Regions from separate parts of the Mus musculus genome. Here all the other regions are linked to region 1. A link is a contact called in public HiCAR-type data. All regions are on one chromosome and are shown on one strand. Each heading gives the region's core, a stretch centred on a gene start, on an enhancer-like site or on the middle of the called end of the contact. The rest is flanking DNA. Distances are from core to core; before and after follow the strand shown. Region 1 overlaps Kifap3 (kinesin-associated protein 3). Region 2 has its middle 58 kb from the start of Gm20471. Region 3 has its middle 39 kb from the start of Gm22434.

Region 1 (3,012 bases), core at 242-2,741:
TACTTCATTCCTCCTTAGAATAGGGAATAAAATATCCATGGAAGGAGTTGCAGAGACAAAGTTTAGAGCTAAGACCAAAGGATGAACCATCCAGAGACTGCCCCACCTGGAGGTCCATCCCATAATCAGCCACCAAACGCAGACACTATTGCATACACCAGCAAGATTTTGCTGAAAGGACCCTGATATAGCTGTCTCTTGTGAGGCTTTGCCAGTGCCTGGCAAATACAGAAGTGGATGCTCACAGTCATCTATAGGATGGAACACAGGGCCCCCAATGAAGGAGCTAGAGAAAGTACCCAAGAGCTGAAGGGGTCTGCAACTCTATAGGTGGAACAACAATACGAGCTAATCAGTACCCCCAGAACTTGTATCTCTAGCTGCATATGTAGCAGAAGATGGCCTAGTTGGCCATCATTGGGAAGAGAGGACACTTGGTCTAGCAAACTTTATATGTCCCAGTACAGGGAGGGGGAAAGCCAGGGCCAAGAAGTGAGAGTGAGTGGTTGGGGAGCAGGGTAGGGGGGAGGATATAGGGGACTTTTGGGATAGCATTTGAAATGTAAATGAAGAAAATATCCAATTAAAAAAAGCAAAAAAAATGCTGATTATGAAAATTTCCATTTTATTAACTGACTTTAAATAATATAAGAATATATTTCCATAAATGTTCCATTCACTAACCTGAAATTGTTGTCTTTAACTCTCACCTCTCCTGGTGTTGAAAAGACAAAGAACTTAGGCTGTGGATTTAAAATCTGACAAGCCTGGTTACCCTTAGAGGGAAGAAGTGCTGCCTCTGGAGCCTCTCCCTAAGTCAGGGAAATATCCAGATTACCTACCAACTCTTCCCTGCTTCCTCATCATTGTCTTGAGGACAGCTAAACCTAGCAAAGTTATGTAGGGAAGAATAGTAAAAGATTAATGCGGAAACAGGAGCATTGTCTCATCAACACTATTTGTAGTGATTGGCAGTGGCATGTATGACAGAGCATGAGAAAGTTACAGCAATGGGAAGTGCCACCGCCACTCGACTTCCATGGCTTTCAGGCTTTATTACGGGAACATTTCAATTTGAGTAGCTTCCTGTAAAGCAGTTGATCCCGGGTGCCTGCTAGGTAAAGAATTAATTTTTATGTTTGATAATTAAAAGATATATGAATTAAAATCTGAGAAACTAAGCCAAATTGAAAAAAGTGTTAAGACCTAATCTATATCGTTGCTTTTCCTAAGCTCAAGTCAAAGGTGCTTCGTAGTCTGAGGGTCTGCATTTCTGTAATGTGGTGAGTCAGTTTAATTGGAAACAGTGAAAGCTGTTAAACTCATCTATCTCATTCTACAAGAGAGACCGGACGTTTGATAAAATAGATACTGGCAGTTGGACAGCAAATCCTTGGCTTTAGACACGTGTCACTATTGGTTTGAACCTCTTGGCGCCAGGGTTTCCCGACATTTAGAGCTAATGCAAAATGCATTAGGGCTCCAAGGCATTAGCTCTGAGGTTGCCAATCACAGTGTCAAATGTAAATCTCCCCAGCTCTGAACTGGGGTTGGGAGTGAAGTGGAACTTGGTATTGAAGCTAATTAAAAATAATGGGAGCAAGGCAAGGTTTTTGGTTGTTTTTTTTTTTTTTTAATGTTATGTACTATGTATTCATGCCATATTTTTGGACATTTTTTTATTATAACTCTTACTTTTCAAGACTAACAAGAACCTCATGTTGAGAGTATTCTTAAACTGCTTCCAGCTTTTACAAATCAGTTTTTGTTGCAGTAAAAATGGTCCATTTTCCTTTTATAGGAATCCAATTTTCATAAACTGGAAAAAAAAAACGCAGTCTGCTTCAGTTTCCTTGGGGCTTTGAAAAATATTTTTCAGAGAGCCTGGCGCTCTTTGTTATTGGTAGGATGATGTCATCACTGACCATCTCGCTGAGGTCAGAGTGAAGTGGACTCGCCCATGACCTGTTCCCTGCTTCATACGCCTTCGTTTTCTGTGTGTTAGTTACAACCTCTTGTCTTTTTTCTTAGCGTATTTACTGTTATTTGTTTTGTGCTTGAGCTTATATATTATACATGTATGCCTTTCACTGAAGCCTCCTTATCTTGTGAACCATTAAATAACGGCTGAAGTGTTAGTTTCAGGATCATAATGAAGTAGCAGATTATTTCTCTGAATGAAAGAATCATTTAGACCATAAATTTTAACCATAAATTACACTTCCATATTGACTGTACCTGCCATGGCATGCATGTGGAGATGAGAGGGAAACTGCAGGCATCAGTCCTTTCCTTTCATCATGGACCCCAAGTATTAAATGCGGGTGGTCAGACCTGCTAGGAAGCATCCTTATACTACCAACCACTTAGTTTTTCATGTGTTGTTTTTCCTATCACTAGGATTCTGTGTATACAAGTGAGAGTCACTTCTTTCACTCTAAGGCTGCCCTTATCCCCCATCAAAACCCTAACTTACCAGGTTTAGGACAAGGCCATTATCAAACAATATATAATCTTAAAAATAAAATAACTCATTCAGTGTCCTGTATATTTAATGCACTGCTAAACTTCTATACACTGAGTTCTTGACGTGGTTATATGTGTAGGTCCCCAAAACACCTTAGTTCTGGAGACTTGCAGGCATGTTTAAAAGAACTGCTTATAGGTTTAAATAAAGTTTTTTTTAAAGCCTTGATTAAAAGAAATACAGAAGAGGGGCTGGAGAAATGGCTCAGCAGTTAAGAGCACCACCGCTTCTTTAGAGGACCTGAGATTCAATTCCCAGTACCCACATGTTGCCTCACAAACATCTGTAACTCCAGTTCCAAGGGATTTGATGACCTTTTCTGACCCTGTGAGCAGCAGGCACAAACATGGTATACACAGACCCAGGTAAAACACTCATACATACAAATGAGAAAATAATTTTTAAAGACACAGTTTCTTTATAAATACATATGTATGTATATTGAGAATATAACAGCAAGGTTGAATAGCAGTATAGCATCCCAT
Region 2 (2,816 bases), core at 247-2,746, 670 kb before region 1:
AAAACAAGTACTTATTGAACAACTATCAGAATAAATCCACAAGCATAAATGGGAATGAATGGCTTATATTTCTTACTTACCCTCGTTACTTAAATTTGTCTAGTAATAATTATTTTGTAGAATCAAAATATTCCCAGATGATATGATTCCAAGGCTCCTAAGGTATTATCAACAAAACCAAAAGTTATCTTTATTATTTTAGGATATTTTTAAGGTTGCTTAAAGTAACATATATTATTTCCAAGTGAAAGTGAACTTTGCTGGGTCTTTCCTGGAGGGGAGGATAGTCAGTCATGGTTGTTGCTTGCTCATTCTGTGCTCAACAGTGTGCTGAGAGCTTTCTGGGTAAATGTTACTGGGTCTTTACAGTGGCCCAGTGAGGTGACTGGCACCCATTTTATGATAAAGTTTAGTAACTTCCTTTGGAGCTACATGGTTAGTAAGCAGCAACGAGTTTAGCCTCAACAATCTAGTTGTAGAATTCTTGACTACTATGGTTCACTACCCTTTAGTTGAATGAAAGTCTTGATCTGTATGAACTGTAAATGGTTTTGCTACTATCCTTTGATTTAACTCTCACTCCTTATTGCATTTACATGTGAGCATGGGATCAAGTCCATTTATATTCTACAGAATGAATTTAGCATTAATTGTATCCAATGAATTAAATTCCCTAAATGCTTGCATCTATTCTTGTCATGAGATCCAGTGATGCCATTTGTGAACAGTTTCTTTTCTATAAATGTGAGCAAGAATTCATATAGAATTGAAACTACTTCTTAAATCTCGGGGCTAAGTGATTTTCAGGGTCCAGTGGAAAATGGAAATTCAAGGCTCTTGGTCTCAAAAACTAAGGTGGAAATCAATTGAAAAAGATACCTGAGATTATCTTCTGGCTTCCACATGCATGCATAGATACATGCATGTGTATCAAAACACATATATGTACACAAGCAAACACACACGAGAGAGAGAGAGAGAGAGAGAGAGAGAGAGAGAGAGAGAGAGAGAGAGAGAGAGAGAGAGAGAGAGTTTGTGTGTTATAGCCACTGCAATCACAGTAATTGGTTCTATTTTACCAAGGAATAAACAGATGGGGAACTATTAAGTGACTTCCGTAAAAACACTTAGCCAGTGAATCGAGGTGCTACTAGTAAAGCCTAGAGCCACCTGCTGCCAAACACCATGGTTTTTCCATTATGCCACATCACCCGTTTTACAGAAATGGAAAAACCACAATCAGTCACGGACCAATAAGTAGAATTGTAAGACATTTAATTTTGGCTTTAAAGAATTTAAAGCTTGCCCTTGTTTCTCCTGTGTCTTCTCTGCGAATCTCTCATTCTCCAACCTGGGCACAATTCTGGAGATGAAAAAGACAGTTCATGATGGCTTTTTTTTTTTTTTTTTAGGAATGGAACATCATCTGTGGCTGGGTGAGCTCCCTACTGGGAATGCTGTCATGGTCATTCTCAAATATCAGGGCAGATGCAATCTATTAGGCATTACAACGCCAGCTGTTGTTTTATATCATTAGACTTGTAACCAACTGGGAAAATCTACTTCTGCCAAGAAGTGAGTCTCCAGGCTCTGCAACAAATATCAATTCCAATTTGGTTGAAGTGATGCAGGGTCATTTTTTTTTTCCTCTCTTTTTCATGGTTTCAGAAGTGATTCTCTGTACATTGGTTGGAGCCCAACCTGAACTATGTCACATTTTCCATTTAGCATTAAGAAGATGTACACTTACATGGACTCCTAAAACAGAGTTGGATACATATTTTCCACCAAGTCTGAAGCCTCTGGGCATTGTCCAGAGTCTTCTCTGCCCTCGTCCTCTAATGTGGATCTGAGCATAAAACTCGCCTGAGACTGAGCTAAGAGTAGAACATGATTTGCAGACCCAGTCATCTTGCCTCGGAAAGGGAAAAAAAAAGAATTACAATTTGCTTCTCTCTTTCTCTCTCTCTCTCTCTCTCTCTCTCTCTCTCTCTCTCTCTCCCCCCCCCTCTCTTTGTTATTACCAAGTCAGAAATTCACAAGTGGCTCTCCTTGGCAACTTGATCCTGAGTCTGACAGCCATGTGATGATTTCATAGCATTTTAGAATCATGAGGTGTTAGCCTTGGAAGGGACCTTAGATCATGTCATCTCAATGCTTCATTTCACATAGATGTTCAGGGACGTTTGAGGTGGCATAAGTCATTAAGCCAGCAAACAAGCCGGCCCTGGGTCTGAGTTGCTGCTCATCATCTGCTTCTCTTTCCATTACTCCATACCCGTCTTTACTTGGTTCATGACAAATTCCATTTGTTCTTACTCTATACACAGTTTCATTTCAACAGGGAAGCTCTCCGAATGGGAAAACTTAAATTACTACAATTTTAATTAGCACGTATTTACCTTTAAAAATATTCAGTAAAGCACTCAGCATGCTTTCGTCTACATAGGAACCCTTAAGTCCTTGCATCCATGGACTAAGTCAACAAAGATTTGTTGACCACTGACAAAACATAACACATTTTATGAGGATATGAGTCACTGTTGATTTCTACCAGAATATAATCCCTAGCCTGAAGGAGTTTAAACTCTGGAGGCATAGATATAAAGTAATAATTTTAATAAATGTTCAATTTATATTTGTCTCCACTAATGTATTTATTTATTCACATTACATCTGGATGGAAGCTGCTCCTGTCCTCCCATCTCCCTGTTACACAGCACCTCTCCCATCCCTATCCCTTCTCAGAGAAGAAGTGGGAGGCAGCCTCGCTGGGTACCAACCCACCCTGCCACATCAAGTCACTGCAGGACCAA
Region 3 (3,180 bases), core at 177-2,676, 740 kb before region 1:
GCTCAGAGCTGAATGAGCATCCGCAGCTGGGCATATGCAGATCCTTCCAACACTCTATTGGGTAAAGTCACGTGCTTCCATGGTTGAAGACCTCAGCCATAAAATTGGTCTTGTGTTTATTTCAGTAAGCATATATTTGTCCTTTTATGATCGGTATTCTAAGTGATTATCTATGCATTAAACTTTATCTTGCAAAATAAATGCCTCCTTAGTATCCAGAAATACATCATCAATATTGACCACGGAACTCTGGCCATCTCTACCTAACTGTTGTACAAACCAAGTTTCTCAGGACAAAATCTTGGAGTGAACGTTTATCTTTCTCTCCTACATTTTTCCTTTTAAAATCCAATCCATCATCAAGCCTGATTTTTTTTCTTCAACAACATCTGAAATATGATTCATTCAGAGCCAACCCATGCTACAAAGAGGCAGGGAAAGGTTTCCCTGGCTTCTCAATGATGGTGGGGACAATTTTTGTACATATTTGTCAAAACCCATTGAGGGTTGGGATGCAACTCAGTCATCAAGAGCACTGGTTTGATCCATTGTACCAAAAGGCAAAATCAAAACTGAACTTCATGCTCAGATCCTATATGCACCTTACACTGGATAAAGCCCACTCAGGTTTTTCTCTAATGCAAGAATATTCTGTGTTCACTCTCCAGGGTGTTGCTTCTTTGTGTTTTTAAATAAAATCTAATTTTCAATATTTTATGCCTTGATTTTCCATTTGCATCTGAAATGACTTTTGAAAGGCTGAATATTAGCACGTCTTTCTCTGCAGGCCTCTTCTAAAACGAGACTTGTTTCCATTTTTCCACAAGGACTTGGGCCACATAGTGTATCATGTAGCTGTCCACCTCCTGAGAATGCCATTGCAGCGGGTGCCATCTACTCTTGGAACAAGGACACTACCCCTTTCCAGAACTCTCTGCAATTGACCTTATACAGCACTTGATAATCACACTCTGCTCAGAATGCACTATGTGATGTTTTGATTCATATATGTATTAGTTGATGATCATGTCAGGGTGTGTCACATCCAATCATTTCATTATAATGAGTACATTAAAGATTTTCACACACACACCATATATATATGTATAAGTATGTATATGTATATATATATATTAATTTATTTATTTTGAGTCCCAGAAAGAACTCTGAACTGAATGCTGCAACACTGTGAGCAACTTAGACTTCCACACAAATTAACTCATCAGTGTTCACTGTCTCTAATGCCCCAAGCCAAAGAGATTTGGGCTAAGGGAAAGGAATAAAACCAGTTTAAAAGCTTTCAAGGAGACTGAGATGAGGCATCTTGGAGAAATTAGGATGAATACTGTACCCAGTAGGACCCAGAAAACGAGAGCTGAGAAGCTGAGTCCTCAGGGGGAAAAGGGAAGACCTGCTTTATGGGAGTCCCTGGCTCCCACCTACACTGAAACTCTCCAAGTACCACAGCTGTTACAGCCGAGTTACTGAATACAGAGCTGTGCTCTAAATGTCTAAATGCTCCTTGGACAATGAAATTTCATGTCGCTGTTCTGGGAACTAGGGCTATCCAGGATAACTGATTCCAATTATTTCCTTAACTTCTCACTTACAGCCAGCAAAACCAGGACTCAAATCTGAGGTTTCTAATTGTAAAACCCTTTCTCTGTTTTTAATACTAGGCTACCTCACAGCCTACTCACTCGGACTAGCCAGTGGTCATTATTAATAGTGAGGTCAACGATAGTACAGCCAGCTCGTGACAGCCAGTGACAGCTACTGTTGCTAATGGGTTGTTGAAATCAGTTGTATCACAGGCGTTGCATAAAATAGAAACCAGGAACTGCATGATCTGTCTTCATAGTCTTTTTGGTTTGCTCTTTAATAGCTCTTAAGCCAATTTCTTTCTCACCTTGGTGTTAGTTGAGTGCCATCAGTTGAAGAATGAAATTGCATCTTAGGGAGTTACTTCATGGTAACCTTAGAAAAATGGTTATTTTTTTATTGGATATTTTCTTTATTTACATTTCAAATGTTATCCCCTTTCCCAGTTTCTCCTTCAGAACCCTCATCCCATCCCTGTTCCCCTGCTTCTATGAGGGTGTTCTCCCACCCACCTACCCACTCCTGCTTCCCCACCCTGGCATTCCCCTACACTGGAGAATCAAGCCTTCACAGGACCAAGGGCGTCTCCTACCATTGATATGGGGCTGGAGCCATGGGTCCCTCTGTATGTACTCTTTGATTGGTAATTTAGTCCCTGGGAGCTCTGAGGTAGGGAGTCTGATTGGGAAAAAAATGGTTATTTTTAATCTTTTTGAAGAGTGGTTATATTTTAATTTTTGTCTAGAGAAAATGCTTCAAAACACCAGCCCTGTTTTGCTTCACCAATACTTAAAAGCCCTACAGTGATTTCCCAGGCGTATTTCCATAGAGAGGAAATCATAGATGTTACCTACATAGTTTCATGTCTGCTTTCAGACTTTAATCCCATCCTTTCAACTCCACGGTCTGGGTTTGTCAGCTTTCCTTTTCCGTGGCTGCCCTCCAGGCACAGACCTTCATCCTTCTATCTCTGCAATGAAACCTCTGCAAACTTGCCTATGTACTCTCTGCGTGACCTTCATATTGTGGCTCATGCATTATACATCGGGAAAGCCCATCTCGAGCCCACATTTTGGTTGGATTTATCCCATGCTTTCCTAAAACAGCATTTCGTCTCTCTGGAGCACTTATTTGACATTTGTTAGTGTGGTTCTTTGGTTACCATCTCCCCGTGTCTACACTGAGAATCATAAATATGCTTGTTTTGTTTGTTCTTGCAGCCCCAGCACTTGGCATATGAGACTCGTTAACAGTCATTTGCTAAATAAATGGCCTTAGCAGAGTACTTTGTTAACTGCTGCATCACACAATACACGTGGAGACAGGTAGTTAAAGTAAAAACTGCATTTGTCCTATACTTTATTTCCAGTGCTGAGCACACGTCTGCCTTGGCAATGCCCACTGGCTAACATTTGCACAGAACTCTTTATCTGATTCTCTTGTCATTCAGCGGCATGACAGCTGGAGAGAGATTGGGAAACAGTTTTGATGAAGTACCGCGAGGTGAGAAAGGTCTGAGCATTTTCTGCTAGTGCTCCCAGGAGGTAAAAAAAAAAAAAAACACACACACACACACTG

The links. HiCAR-type assays count read pairs that join an accessible place to other places.
Region 2: a contact with region 1 is called in a HiCAR-type map of fibro-adipogenic progenitors, with 4 times the contacts expected there. The contact joins two enhancer-like sites. A contact is called at or near these places in 1 of 15 datasets of contacts at CTCF or cohesin (the NIH/3T3 cell line), 5 of 484 Hi-C or Micro-C datasets (cardiomyocytes, nephron progenitors and uterus), 1 of 115 datasets of contacts at active chromatin or transcription factors (fibro-adipogenic progenitors) and 1 of 9 other capture datasets (embryonic trunk).
Region 3: a contact with region 1 is called in a HiCAR-type map of fibro-adipogenic progenitors, with 9 times the contacts expected there. The contact joins two enhancer-like sites. A contact is called at or near these places in 87 of 484 Hi-C or Micro-C datasets (the AML12 cell line, the AtT-20 cell line, the Ba/F3 cell line and 51 more), 10 of 115 datasets of contacts at active chromatin or transcription factors (craniofacial prominence, embryonic basal ganglia, embryonic fibroblasts and 6 more) and 3 of 9 other capture datasets (embryonic stem cells, embryonic tail and embryonic trunk).

What each region holds. Positions count from the first base shown.
Region 1 is chr1:163,892,515-163,895,526 of GRCm38.p6, forward strand. All of the region lies in intron 19 of Kifap3 (kinesin-associated protein 3), which reads left to right. Among named protein-coding and RNA genes, the nearest start is that of Scyl3, 36 kb to the right of the region's middle. Within about 2 kb of position 1,492, at least 9 of the 459 cell types and tissues checked have an H3K27ac peak or open chromatin away from gene starts, as enhancers often do. A contact at or near this core is called in fibro-adipogenic progenitors, where this site is marked.
Region 2 is chr1:163,220,430-163,223,245 of GRCm38.p6, forward strand. No RefSeq gene overlaps it. Among named protein-coding and RNA genes, the nearest start is that of Gm20471, 58 kb to the right of the region's middle. Within about 2 kb of position 1,497, at least 9 of the 459 cell types and tissues checked have an H3K27ac peak or open chromatin away from gene starts, as enhancers often do. A contact at or near this core is called in fibro-adipogenic progenitors, where this site is marked.
Region 3 is chr1:163,155,620-163,158,799 of GRCm38.p6, forward strand. No RefSeq gene overlaps it. Among named protein-coding and RNA genes, the nearest start is that of Gm22434, 39 kb to the left of the region's middle. Within about 2 kb of position 1,427, at least 4 of the 459 cell types and tissues checked have an H3K27ac peak or open chromatin away from gene starts, as enhancers often do. A contact at or near this core is called in fibro-adipogenic progenitors, where this site is marked.